Regions from separate parts of the Zea mays genome. Here region 1 is linked to region 2. Evidence: chromatin contacts called from public Hi-C data. All regions are on one chromosome and are shown on one strand. Each heading gives the region's core, a stretch centred on a gene start, on an enhancer-like site or on the middle of the called end of the contact. The rest is flanking DNA. Distances are from core to core; before and after follow the strand shown. Region 1 holds the start of LOC100275629. Region 2 holds the start of LOC100192681 (putative RING zinc finger domain superfamily protein).

Region 1 (5,671 bases), core at 2,565-5,064, 470 kb before region 2:
CCCTTTTAACTTTTAGGCGATAAAGCGTAAGGCGAGGCGACACCTTAATTATTTAGATAAATAGAAAAATAGACCAAATACTATATATATATATCACTAATTCATTATCCTTTAAGCTGGCACAATTCTAAAACATATTAGGCCCATTTCACTTTAGTAGAAGGGAGATACAGGGAAAAAAGAGAAAGAAAAAAGCCCATAAACAGCCCAATCCAGCCCAACATAGAATATTTAGGTTAAACACTGCCTCTCCCCTCTCTCTCTCAGCCTCAGACGCAGCAGCCGCCGTGCTCTCTCTGTCTCTCTCCCCTGCGCCGTCGCCGCTCTCCTCCTCTCATGCAGCAGCTCTCCTCTCTCTCCCTCTCCCCTGCGCCGCTGCCGCGTGTCCCTGCTCGCCACCGCGTGGACCTGTGCGCCGCCGCCGTAGTCGCTCCTGCTCGCCTCCGCGGGCACCCTGCACGCTGCGGCTCCTCTCCTCTGTCTGGCCGGCTGGAGCCATGTGCCGCCACCGCTGTGCCCATGCGCGCCGCCGCCGCAGCCTGATCCTCCCCTAAGGCAACGCTCTGTCGACGCTCCGCCGACGCCATGCACCGTGGCAGACGCCTTACACTCCAAGGCAAGGCGAGTTAGACGCCTCGGTTTCAAGGCGCGCCTAAGCGACGCTAAGGCGACGCTTCAAGGACGCCTTGGTAAGCATGGCATACACTAAATTCCCATGCCAAGTTGGGCGACTTGGTAAGTAGTCGTCAACTAGCCTTAGCTGATTCAGTGGCTTGCTGCCAGGCCTGGACATATGGGAAAAGAAGTCAGGATCTAGAGCGCAGGGAAGAGAAAGTAAAAGGGCCTAGCGCAACCTCACAGTCACCGTTGCCATGATGTCGTCCCTTTCACCTCCCACTAAGTACCCCCTCTTAAGAAGAGAGGGTACATGGTCATTAGAAGTATTTTCTGGTCTTCAAATGACCATGTACCCTCTCTTCTTAAGTTATAAAATGGTGCAGTCCTCCTGCGCATTCGAGAAAAAAAGTACCCTCTCTTGCCGGTAAGAACAAACATGGATGGCAAAGAACTATGGGAGACAGACCTAGTTGGGGCAGCGCTCGCCTTGCTGCTTCCCTGATCTTGCCTTCTGATGTGCAATGAAAATATTATAGTGAAGGTGGGCAGGTGGCGGCGCAGCGCACTGTTTCTAGGGAGGTTGACACGAAGCTACACTGCTCTCCCTGCCCAAATACTAGCTGGGACTGACCTAAAAGCGCAGGTAGACCAGTTAGACAAGGCCCATCAATCATAATATTTTCAGTTGCCAATTTGCAGTAGATGTTAGTGGCAGCCACTGTCCACCGACCAGATTACAATGTCACAACTGGATGCGCAATACGACATTTGGGGCGTGATTCTTCCTCTTGGAAGCTAGGAACTGTCTCCAATCTAACCCCTCCCTCGCTTCGGATATAAATGAAGCAACTGTATGAAGCTGCTGCATTGCTCCACTCTGCCCTAAAACTAATTTGGGCCTCGCCATAGACCCAATACCAACTGAACATAACTCCAGGCAGTCAGCACACATACTGTAACTTGATGGGTCTCTTTGAAGGAGCTCCAGTTCCAAGAATTCGTGAAGCTGGGTATCTCTAGCTCCACAAATTCAACAAGTTTGCAGAGCTGGAATTGGACTAAATTGAGGGGGGTTGGGTGAAGCATTGTGTTCCTATTTTAGACTAAAAATCAAGACAAACCATTTTATTTTAACCCACAAACTCCAAATTAGGTGCGAAACAAGGAGCTCAAACAATCCCAAATAGGCCCCAAATTTCATCCTATGCCACATCAAGTGCGGAAAGGGAATATAATACAGAAAATTAACACAGCACAAAAAAAACAAGTATTTGAATTGAGAAACAAGGAAACTGATGATTAAGAACTATAAGGAAGTGTACTAGAAAGGGAAAAAAAGACAGCTGCTATCTAGTATCTACACAAATCATTTGTACACCTCCTTTTTATCCAAAAGATCAAAGGGGTCAACTCAGTTAGGTGGTTTTTTACTTCCAACCCGAAAGGGATTAAAACGCTTACTCCCTCGAACACCAAGTTCAAGTCCATCTAACATTCTTCCAAATATGCCTTGTTTGGGACTGGTCCACTCCATGTTTTTCAGCTCCACTACGTTTTTAAGCCAAACAGGTGCAGCCCAAGAACACCTAAAAGGGTGCTCCAACAACTCTAGTTTTTTTGTGGAGCTGCTCCACGGTGGAGTTTATGAAGCAGTCCCAAACAAGCCCAATTTATCCATGACTACTCCAATGCAACCTTTGGCTTCATACTATTATGTCTGCCCATGCTTAAATGTACCCTAAACAATGCAGCAAACTTGCCAGCTACCCTAACTTTTTAGCAATAATTGGAGGGCAATAGGATCATGGTAAGCCTTACCTTTCATGTGCCTAAGTCTACATGGACTTATATTTGGAATTAAAAGTAGTAGTTGTGACAGAGTTGTACAGATGGGACATATGTGGAGCAATTCCAAAACAAAATGTAGAAATTAAGATTTTTAGGCACTTCAGATGTGCATGAGCAAGAAAATGCCAAGTTTATGTACAACAAAAACGATTACCAAACAGAACAGGTAATATTACAAGAACTCCAATATTCCATATAAGAAAAATGTAGCTCATGTAAACAAGGTCTAGAATGGGCCACACAAATTAATAGGGATAGATGGTTGCATATTTAATAGAGACTATTATGGATCTCAGTTTTATCAGCAGGAAGTAAAACATGACTGTGCTCAATGAGACCTTATGACGTGCAAATATTACTTGACGGTCCCTCACATACAGAAATAATATTAAGCTGAATGCCCATCTATAGAAAGAATATTAGTTTTATTCTTAATCCAAGGATGACCTCTTGCGAATAATAGACCTGTGAATTTCCGCGCTTACTCATCTAAAATTTTCATCGGTCAATCATGCATATCCCTAGCCATATTATCTACTCCAGCATACTGATAACATATACTAGTACCATATACTTGTATCATTAAATCCGCCTCTCCAACCATACTGGATCAATCTACTTACTGGAATATAAAAAGAACTGACTAAAATCAAATACAATGTTCTTTTACCATAAGCAAAGGCCACACAGAAGATTAGTGACTTAAGTCAAATACTTTAAAACGACGTGTCCAAAATCAACAATCATTCAGCCATGGCATATGAGAAGCTTGAACATATCCACATACAGGCCACCTTGAGCATTCACTAGCTTAAAACTTTTTCATAAAACACAACGACTTCAGATTTCAATATGCATACCAATCGGTGCACCAAAGGCGCCAGGAGGAAGGGGATCAAAATTAATGCCAAGTGCTGGACCATCCTCCCTCAACGGTTCCCCGAGCTGTGACTCCACAGAATTAATCACACGGAGCTCATATTGTGTGAGCTGCATCAACGGCGTTATCATAACTGGTGGTGGCTCATAATACCTCCTCCCGAGATCCGGCATGGAAATCCTAGGGACTGCTGAGGACCGCCCAGCACCCCTTCGCAAGTGAACCGGCTGCAGCAGCTTATCATACGGCCCAGGAGCGCCCACCATAAGGTCACTGCTTGCCACTGGCATCACAGGTGCTGGTAACACCGGCGGTGGAGGCATCACTGGTGCTAGTGCGGACTCTTCATCCCGCCGTTGCCGCTTCGATGGTGGCTTGCGGTCCTTGAGGCGGCGGTGGCAGAACCACATTTGCAGCTGCCTGTCCGAAAGCCCTATCTTCGCTGACAGCTCCAGCCGCTTAGCTTCGGACGGATAATGCTCCACTGCAGCAAACCACCCAGAAATGCTCAATCGATAAAAGCACCCAAAAAAACCAGCGGGGAGGAAGAACACAAAAAAAAACATTTGAATGGATTCATCAAAATCCTCATTCCACAAACCCGCATAGGTGTACTCCAGAACCTCGAGCTGGTAGGGGGTTTTCATCACCCGCTTCACCGGCTTCTCCCCCGACCCTGAGGTCCCCGCGCTCGACCCAGGCGCAGAAGCCGCCACTGGCGCCGGAGGCACGGTCGTGGCATCGGCGGGGCCCTTCGGCGGCGCCTTCCCGGCACCGTCCCCGTCCCTGCCGGCGTCCATGGCGGCGATCGACGGCCTGGAAACCTAGATCCGAGCACCTTCTGCAAAGCAAGGCGCATAAACTTCACAACTTTTGTCGCCCCACCTCGTAGCGCCTGCCCGCACCAAATGCCTCGCAGTCCAGTCGATATTGTACCCCGCGTCGCGGAGCGAGGAAAAAGAAGGCGAATCGATGTGTGGCCGGATCTCCGTGGCGAAGAATACCAGCACCGATGACCGAACCGGGAGGAGGAAAGGAACACTGACACAAACAATAACTTGAACACCACGAACACCGCCGCGACGGATGGGTGGGTAAAAGGCGACGAAGAAGAAGAGGGCAAGGATAGGGATGTGGAGGAGAGATTGGGGAAGCCGCAAGCCAGGAACAGCAACGGGAAGGGCAACTGCTCGAACTGGGACGATTATTACCCACGCGCTGCGGCGCTGGGGATTGGGTTTGGATCGCTGCTGCCATTGTGTGCAGCTAATAAAAACCAAACCCCGCCTTCCCTTTTCGCTCAGGCTTTGTATTTCTTTTGTTTTCTTCCGTGGCAGAGTGGAGTGTGTTTTGTGTTTGTGCGGCGGCAGCTGCTGCTGAGCAGCGAGGAAAAGAAATTAAATGGAATATTTGGATAGATGGAGAGAGATGGATGGGATGGAATAATTAGCAGCGTAGCTGGTGCTCAGATTTCTTGGGTTTGATCTTTGCGGACTTGCGGAGTGGTGGTGGGCTTTTTGTGCTTTTGATTGACTAGCTGCGTTCCGGTGCTGGGGCGGATGGATTTGGACTTTTCGTGGTGCCCGCGGATGCGTTCATAGGACTGTTCCTCCTGTACGAGGGAGAAGCCATTGGACGAAGCGCGCTTGAACTTGTTCGGATCCTCTGCGGCGTGAACTTCGCGAGACATCCTGTTCGGGAAGGAGGGAACCGCACACTCCAGCCTCTAAAGCCTCCTAAAGCCTGTGGGCACGCGGCTGGTGGCGTAGGCGTGCGATCCTCATCACTTCCTCAGAACGGAGACCCTGCTGTCCTGGAACCCCGCTGTTGAGGTCTGGGCTCAGACCATTCCAGCCCACGCATCCTCCTCGGCATTCCGTCGAACACCTCTCTTACCACCGCCCCCATGCCGCCGGCCAACTCCACGCCGCCCAAATGGCCGAAGACCCTCACCGCAGACCACCTCCACCGCCTGGTTCGGGCCGAACGGGACCCTCGCCGCGCCCTTGCGATCTTCGACGGTGCCACCGCCGCCGCTTCCACTTCGGCGCCAGACCCCATCACCCCGTCTCTGGCCACCGTCTCTCTCCTTACCTCTCGCCTCGCCTCCGCCGGCCACCTCCCCCTCGCCACCTCCCTCCTCTCCCGCTCACGCGGGGTCTTCCCCTCCGTTGCCGCTCTCGAGCCTCCCTTCCTCGGCCTCCTCCGCGCCTTCTCCCGCACGCACCGCCCGCTCGCCGCTCTCCACCTCTTCCGCTCCGCCCCCTCCGACCTCGCGCTCCCCCACTCTGCTCGCTCCTACAACGCCGTCCTCGCCGCTCTCGT
Region 2 (5,541 bases), core at 2,297-4,796:
CTTGTGATTTTCTCCCTCTTCCTAAGTCTCTCAAATTCACTTGTAATATTGCTCTTAATCTATTATTTATCTTGAAAGAGCAATCGATTGAAGAGGACTTTCTTTCTACTCAAACTTGATTTTGGCTTATACTAACTTCATTTTTAGACCAAGTTTGTGCTTTTAGAAGAACTGTACTACCGTTACAAGGATCAACCATTTGTAACACTACACCTATAGTATCTACTTCGTAGAGAGCTCCAAAAGGTTTAAAGAAATAAATCTTTTCTCATTCATTACATGAATATGGTTTGTTGTCTACAGTAATCATAAAGACTTTGTTGTCAATATAAAAAGGATAGCTTATTGTGAGCATGTAGTTTACTTTGTCATCTGTTATTTTACATGTTTCAATACATGTGTATCTTTGCCATCGTTTTGAATTGATTGTAGATATTCTTAACCACCCTTCTCCCCTTTGATACCTTTGGAAGGAAGAAGGGCGAAACTAAATAATCATGTTGTCCAGTTGTTTTTTCTTATGAGATAACTCTATAAATAGATGAATAGTGTTACCGTTACATGGATCAACCATTTGTAACACTATGCATGTAGTATCTACTTCCTAGAGAGCTCCTAAAGGTATAAATAAATGAATCTTTTCTCATTCGTTACATGAATATGGTTTGTTGTTTACAGTAATCATAAATACTTCATTGTCAATATAAATGGACAAAGCTTATTGTGAGCATGTAGTTTACTTCGTCATCTGTAATTTTACATGTTTCAATACATGAGTATCTTTGCCATCATTTTGAATTGATTGCAGATATTTTCTTAACCACCCTTCTCCCCTTTGATACTTTGGAAGGAATAAGGGTGAGCCTAAATAATCATGTTGTCCAGTTGTGTTTTCTCATGAGATATCGATAGGCCCACTACACAAATAATATAATGGAACCGATTATGAGAAAGAAAATCTCGAAGTTGAGAAGGCTTTTTTAATTTTAATTTTAATTAATTCTTAGTTATGGTTGATATTGCAATTAGTTTATTAAAAGTATATTTGAAGAACTCGAATAATTCAAAAGTATAGTTGGGTGTCTATGAGCTCCACAACCTTGAGGTCCTTGGATTCTATTGAACTAAAAGACCATTATAATAAATTGGCTAACAATTTCTCTTCTAATAGCTCATGTTATATTGATTGAAATAATCTAAGTAAAGAGCTTAGTATTGTGCAATTGCCTTTATCAGATGAAACAATATCCGCCATGGAGTTTTTTTAGTATGTTATTAGAGAAATGAATTGTTGTGTTAATATTTATATTTCTTATTAGATCTTATTTACTATGTCAGTGTGACATCAACTAAAACAAGTTTTTAAGTTGAAGTTGATGATTATTTAAAGTCAAAAATATTTCAAGAAAAGTTAAATACTTTCGCTACTTTATGCATCGAAAAGATATTATCTATTATTAGACAAGATTGATGTTGGCAATGTCATCAATGGCTTTGCATCTACACAAGTTAGAAGAAATTTATGAGGTAATACCATGATACATACTTATCACTTAATATAAATATTTTTGTGGATGCACCTTGATTGTTTATCGCCAACATATATTATATTATAATATTAACATTAATTAGAAGGATCATGTCCCTAAAAGCTTAAGATTATCGCTGGCCCCTGGTCAGGGACAGAACAATCATGTTGATTATGTTCTTCCTTCACACCGCATAAATAAATAGAGAACAAGACCGATATAGAGAGTTTTGATCTCTCTACTCGAAAGTGAAGAGAACACCATCACCTCTACTCCACTAGAGCCACCAGTGACCGTCGAAATCATTCTTTCTATGACCTTTTCTAATCCTAAAGATTTATTTTTAGTAGCTTGGATTACAAAATAAGGTCCTATAATGGAATAGAGTAGCTTCTAAAACAAGCACCCTAAATATGTTTATCAGATGACAATATAAGTGATAATAGACTCTAAATTTTACATTATAAAATTTAAGGATAGAATCGTATTAGAATCGAGTTTTATTTCTATTAAGTTTTGAACTATAATTAATTAAAAACTCAAATAAATTATGAAGAAACATTTAGATCATGATCTATTAATACATCTAGATGGCAGCGACTAATAGTGGGAAAAACGAAATTGCAACAGCCAACAAGGCACATGAAAGATGCTATATACAGTCCCATGGCACATAAGATCACACGCAGAAACAAAGAGATTGGGCAATTGGCGTCACACGCTCTGTCGCTCTTGTGTCAATTCTTTCCATTCGCCTCTCTCTATTGTAAAAGGAAAAAAAAAACAGCAGACGGATAAAAAGGGGCTCGCAAATGCTATATCCCAAAAAAACGATACGCACCAGAGCCTCTTGCTCCTCGTTAGGGATGGCAATGGGTCGGGTTCGGATCGGGTATGGTAAATATCCGCCCGCGACAATACCCGCGGGCATTACTCATACCCGCCCGCGACTATACCCGCGGGTAGGATTTTGTACCCGTGCCCGTACCCATCGGGTATCGGGCGGGTATCGGATACCCGTGGATATAATTACAATCCACACAAATAAAACACATGATTCACAAACAAATGACAAGGTAGAAAAAACAAAACATAATTAATCTAATTACTGTTACAGAAGCAAACAAAAAACACATGGTTAGCTTTGCTCAGTACCTGTGCTCGGCTTGATGCCTACTACAGTACTGGCTGGGCAGGACGCCGCCCGACCCACCTCCTTGAGCTTCTCGCTCAGCTTCACGTTCCTGCTCTGCATGATGACCGAGCCATCGACGAGAGAGGACCGTCCTAGGCCTTCTGCACCAACAAGGAGACACAGCGGCGGCGGGTGGCGTCCACGGCCACCGGCACCGTGGCCAGCACAACGCGCCCCAGGAAGCCCAAGCGGTGGAGGGACAAGGAAGCAGCAGCACAGGAGCGACGAGCATGGATGTGGCGAGTTATTGCGCGGCCGAGGGGGAGGGGGACATTGCGATTGCCGCCATGGTTGCTTTCCTTCTTTCTTCCTTGATTTCGACGGAGGATGCCTTATGCCTACTGCAGTACTGGCTGGGGCAGGACGCCAGGGATGCAGGGTCGCTCTCGCTCGTCTTGATGCCTACTGCTGGCGGCCGGGTGGGACTTGGTCACTTGGAGCCTAGGGTTAGCCCAGCCGATCACAAGTTGGGCCTGCAATTGGGCCACAGTTGGCTACTTCTCTCCTGTCTACATATTTTCGGATATCCGCGGGTACCCGCGGGTAAAATACAATATCCGAACCCGATCCGATGTTACCTCGGGTCGGGTATGGGTAAAACCCGTGAGTAAAATATTGTACCCGAAACCGAACCCAACGGGTCGGATATCCGCGGATATCCGAACCCACGGGTAATATTGCCATCCGTCCTCTCTCCTCTTTCTCCCCTTTCGCCTCTCTCTTCTTCTACCACCACTCTTCTGCTCGCTAAAAAAAGCTTCTCGAGCTTATAAATACGTTCCCCTTCCCCCCGGCGCCAAGTTCCTCCCCCCGATCCGCTTCCCCCTTCCACCCGCCGATCGCCCTCCGCTCGCTCCACCGCGGCGGGCGATCGCTCATCTCCCCCTAACCTCCCCCGCTCGCGATTCCCGAGGCGAGGTGCCACCCACCGCAGATTTCTTCCGACGGACGGTTGGCTCGCTCACCCCCTACTTCGCTGATCGGATCGCGTGCTGCCCGAGGTGACTACCTGCGACCTCCCCACAGTTTCTCCCGGTATTTCTAACCCGCGATTCGCTCGGGCTAGCTCGATTGCCTTTGTGTGGCCGCGAAGGTATGTGTCTACTTGGGCGCCGGCCATTCATGCGCCAGTGGGCGGAGTGCGGGCGAAGGAATTTGATTCGCGGGAGCGTGCGATTTGAGTTCCCCGTCCGGCACTGCGTGCGAATTTCGTCGGTAATTGGATGAGGGACCTGGGACTGCAAGAGTATAACTGTGCGTATAAGGATACCGCAGTATGGGCATATGATTAATTCAGCTCGGGATTATGGACGGTCGTTTAGTTTCCATGTCTGGTTAGTGGCTAAACTTCAGAGAGGTGTTGGATTCGCCTAAATCGCTCTGCGTTATGTGCATGCACGTTGTGATGGCGTGGAGAACTTTGCTAGGCTAACTAGCATTATTTTGCTGCTTTTGGTAAGTCATCTCGAGGGGCTAGGAGATGCATCTGTCACGCTTGGGGTGTGCGATTATTGTGCAGATATACCATTTTATTGTGCATTTGTGTGCTATTTAAAATAGAAGTGCGCGTGGGTGTGATTATTGCAGAGAATGGGAAAGGAAAGAGTAAATTCCACCGAGCTACCACATTTATGTCCTAAAATCTTCACACAACTTCTGGTCAGTTTTGTAGAACCACTACCACTTTGCCTCCCTTCTCAGAATCTACCACATTTTCTTCCTACAATATTATGATTGCCTGGCTCACTCGTCAGCATCACATAGTGCAAAACTGAGTTAACAAAAGTAGTGGTAAAAATGTGATACTGATGAGTGGCCGCAGGTGTTCATGATAACCTAGGAGGCAAAGAGGTGGCATGTTTGTTTAGAAAGGTGCCCAAAGTGGTGGTAGTTTCTGAAATGGCACTAGAAGTTGTAGTTTTGTGACACGGATAAGAATGTGGTTGTTTTGTGAAATTTACTCAATGAGAAATGTGGGGCTCATGTTAGTTTGAGCCGAGTATGCCGAGCTTATTATGAGTTTGTTGGAGTTGAACTTTCCTTGGTTAAGATACCAATGATAAACATAATGGGGACTACTTTCCAGCAAATTTTGGTGTGGTTTGGGATGTTGAAGTTGTGAAGTTGTGCGGTGGGTACCTCATAGCTGTTTGGTTGGTATTTAGGAAATCAGAAATTTTGGTGTGGTTTGGGATGTTGAAGTTGTGAAGTTGTGCGGTGGGTATCTCATAGCTGTTTGGTTGGTATTTAGGAAACCAGATGACTTTTGGCAAGTGAACTTTACACTTTTTGTTTCATGACTAAAAGCTACAGCTAGTGGATTGGAGAGATGATTCTTAATTCTTCTAGGATGATGCTGATATAGTGATATCCTGAGTTACTTTTTGTTCACAGATGCTAATGTGTACACTATTTCTTGTGGATTGAGTTCCTTATGGACACTTTCAATGCAGTTTAGTTGGTCATAGAGATGTTCAAGTACATTTTTTGGTTGCAACTTTGGATGGCCATTTCTCTTTTAAGTGATTTGGTAGTGCATCCGTTTGTTTGATGTTTATATGAGCAATTTCATTTGTACTTTTCGACCATTGATTCTGTGACACTCTGGTTGATATACATATGTTTAATTGACTAATTATTTTTGCATAGTGGAATGATTTAGGGATAAATAAGCGTAAAGTACTAAATTATTTATTTTCAACAAATCACTGGCCCTCTTTGGCACTAGAAATTGCAATATTTGCAGCTACTCTTCCATAGGATGATATGTCCAACAATAGATTGGTTAATAGGATATTATAACAACTACACTGTTTT

What was found. A called contact is a pair of places that touch in the nucleus more often than the background predicts.
Region 1: a contact with region 2 is called in a Hi-C map of endosperm, with 2.4 times the contacts expected there. The contact joins the promoter of LOC100275629 here to the promoter of LOC100192681 in region 2. A contact is called at or near these places in 3 of 25 Hi-C or Micro-C datasets (ear, endosperm and tassel).

Annotation. Positions count from the first base shown.
Region 1 is chr8:153,822,495-153,828,165 of Zm-B73-REFERENCE-NAM-5.0, reverse strand. It overlaps LOC100275629, which reads left to right and starts at 3,814. Exons shown (of 2, transcript XM_008656466.4): 1 at 3,814-5,671. The coding sequence starts at 5,253. It overlaps LOC103636162 (homeobox-DDT domain protein RLT2), which reads right to left and starts at 4,967. Exons shown (of 18, transcript XM_008658510.3): 1 at 3,948-4,967; 2 at 3,327-3,830. The coding sequence starts at 4,146.
Region 2 is chr8:153,350,991-153,356,531 of Zm-B73-REFERENCE-NAM-5.0, reverse strand. LOC100192681 (putative RING zinc finger domain superfamily protein) reads left to right here and starts at 3,546. Exons shown (of 6, transcript NM_001137887.2): 1 at 3,546-3,725.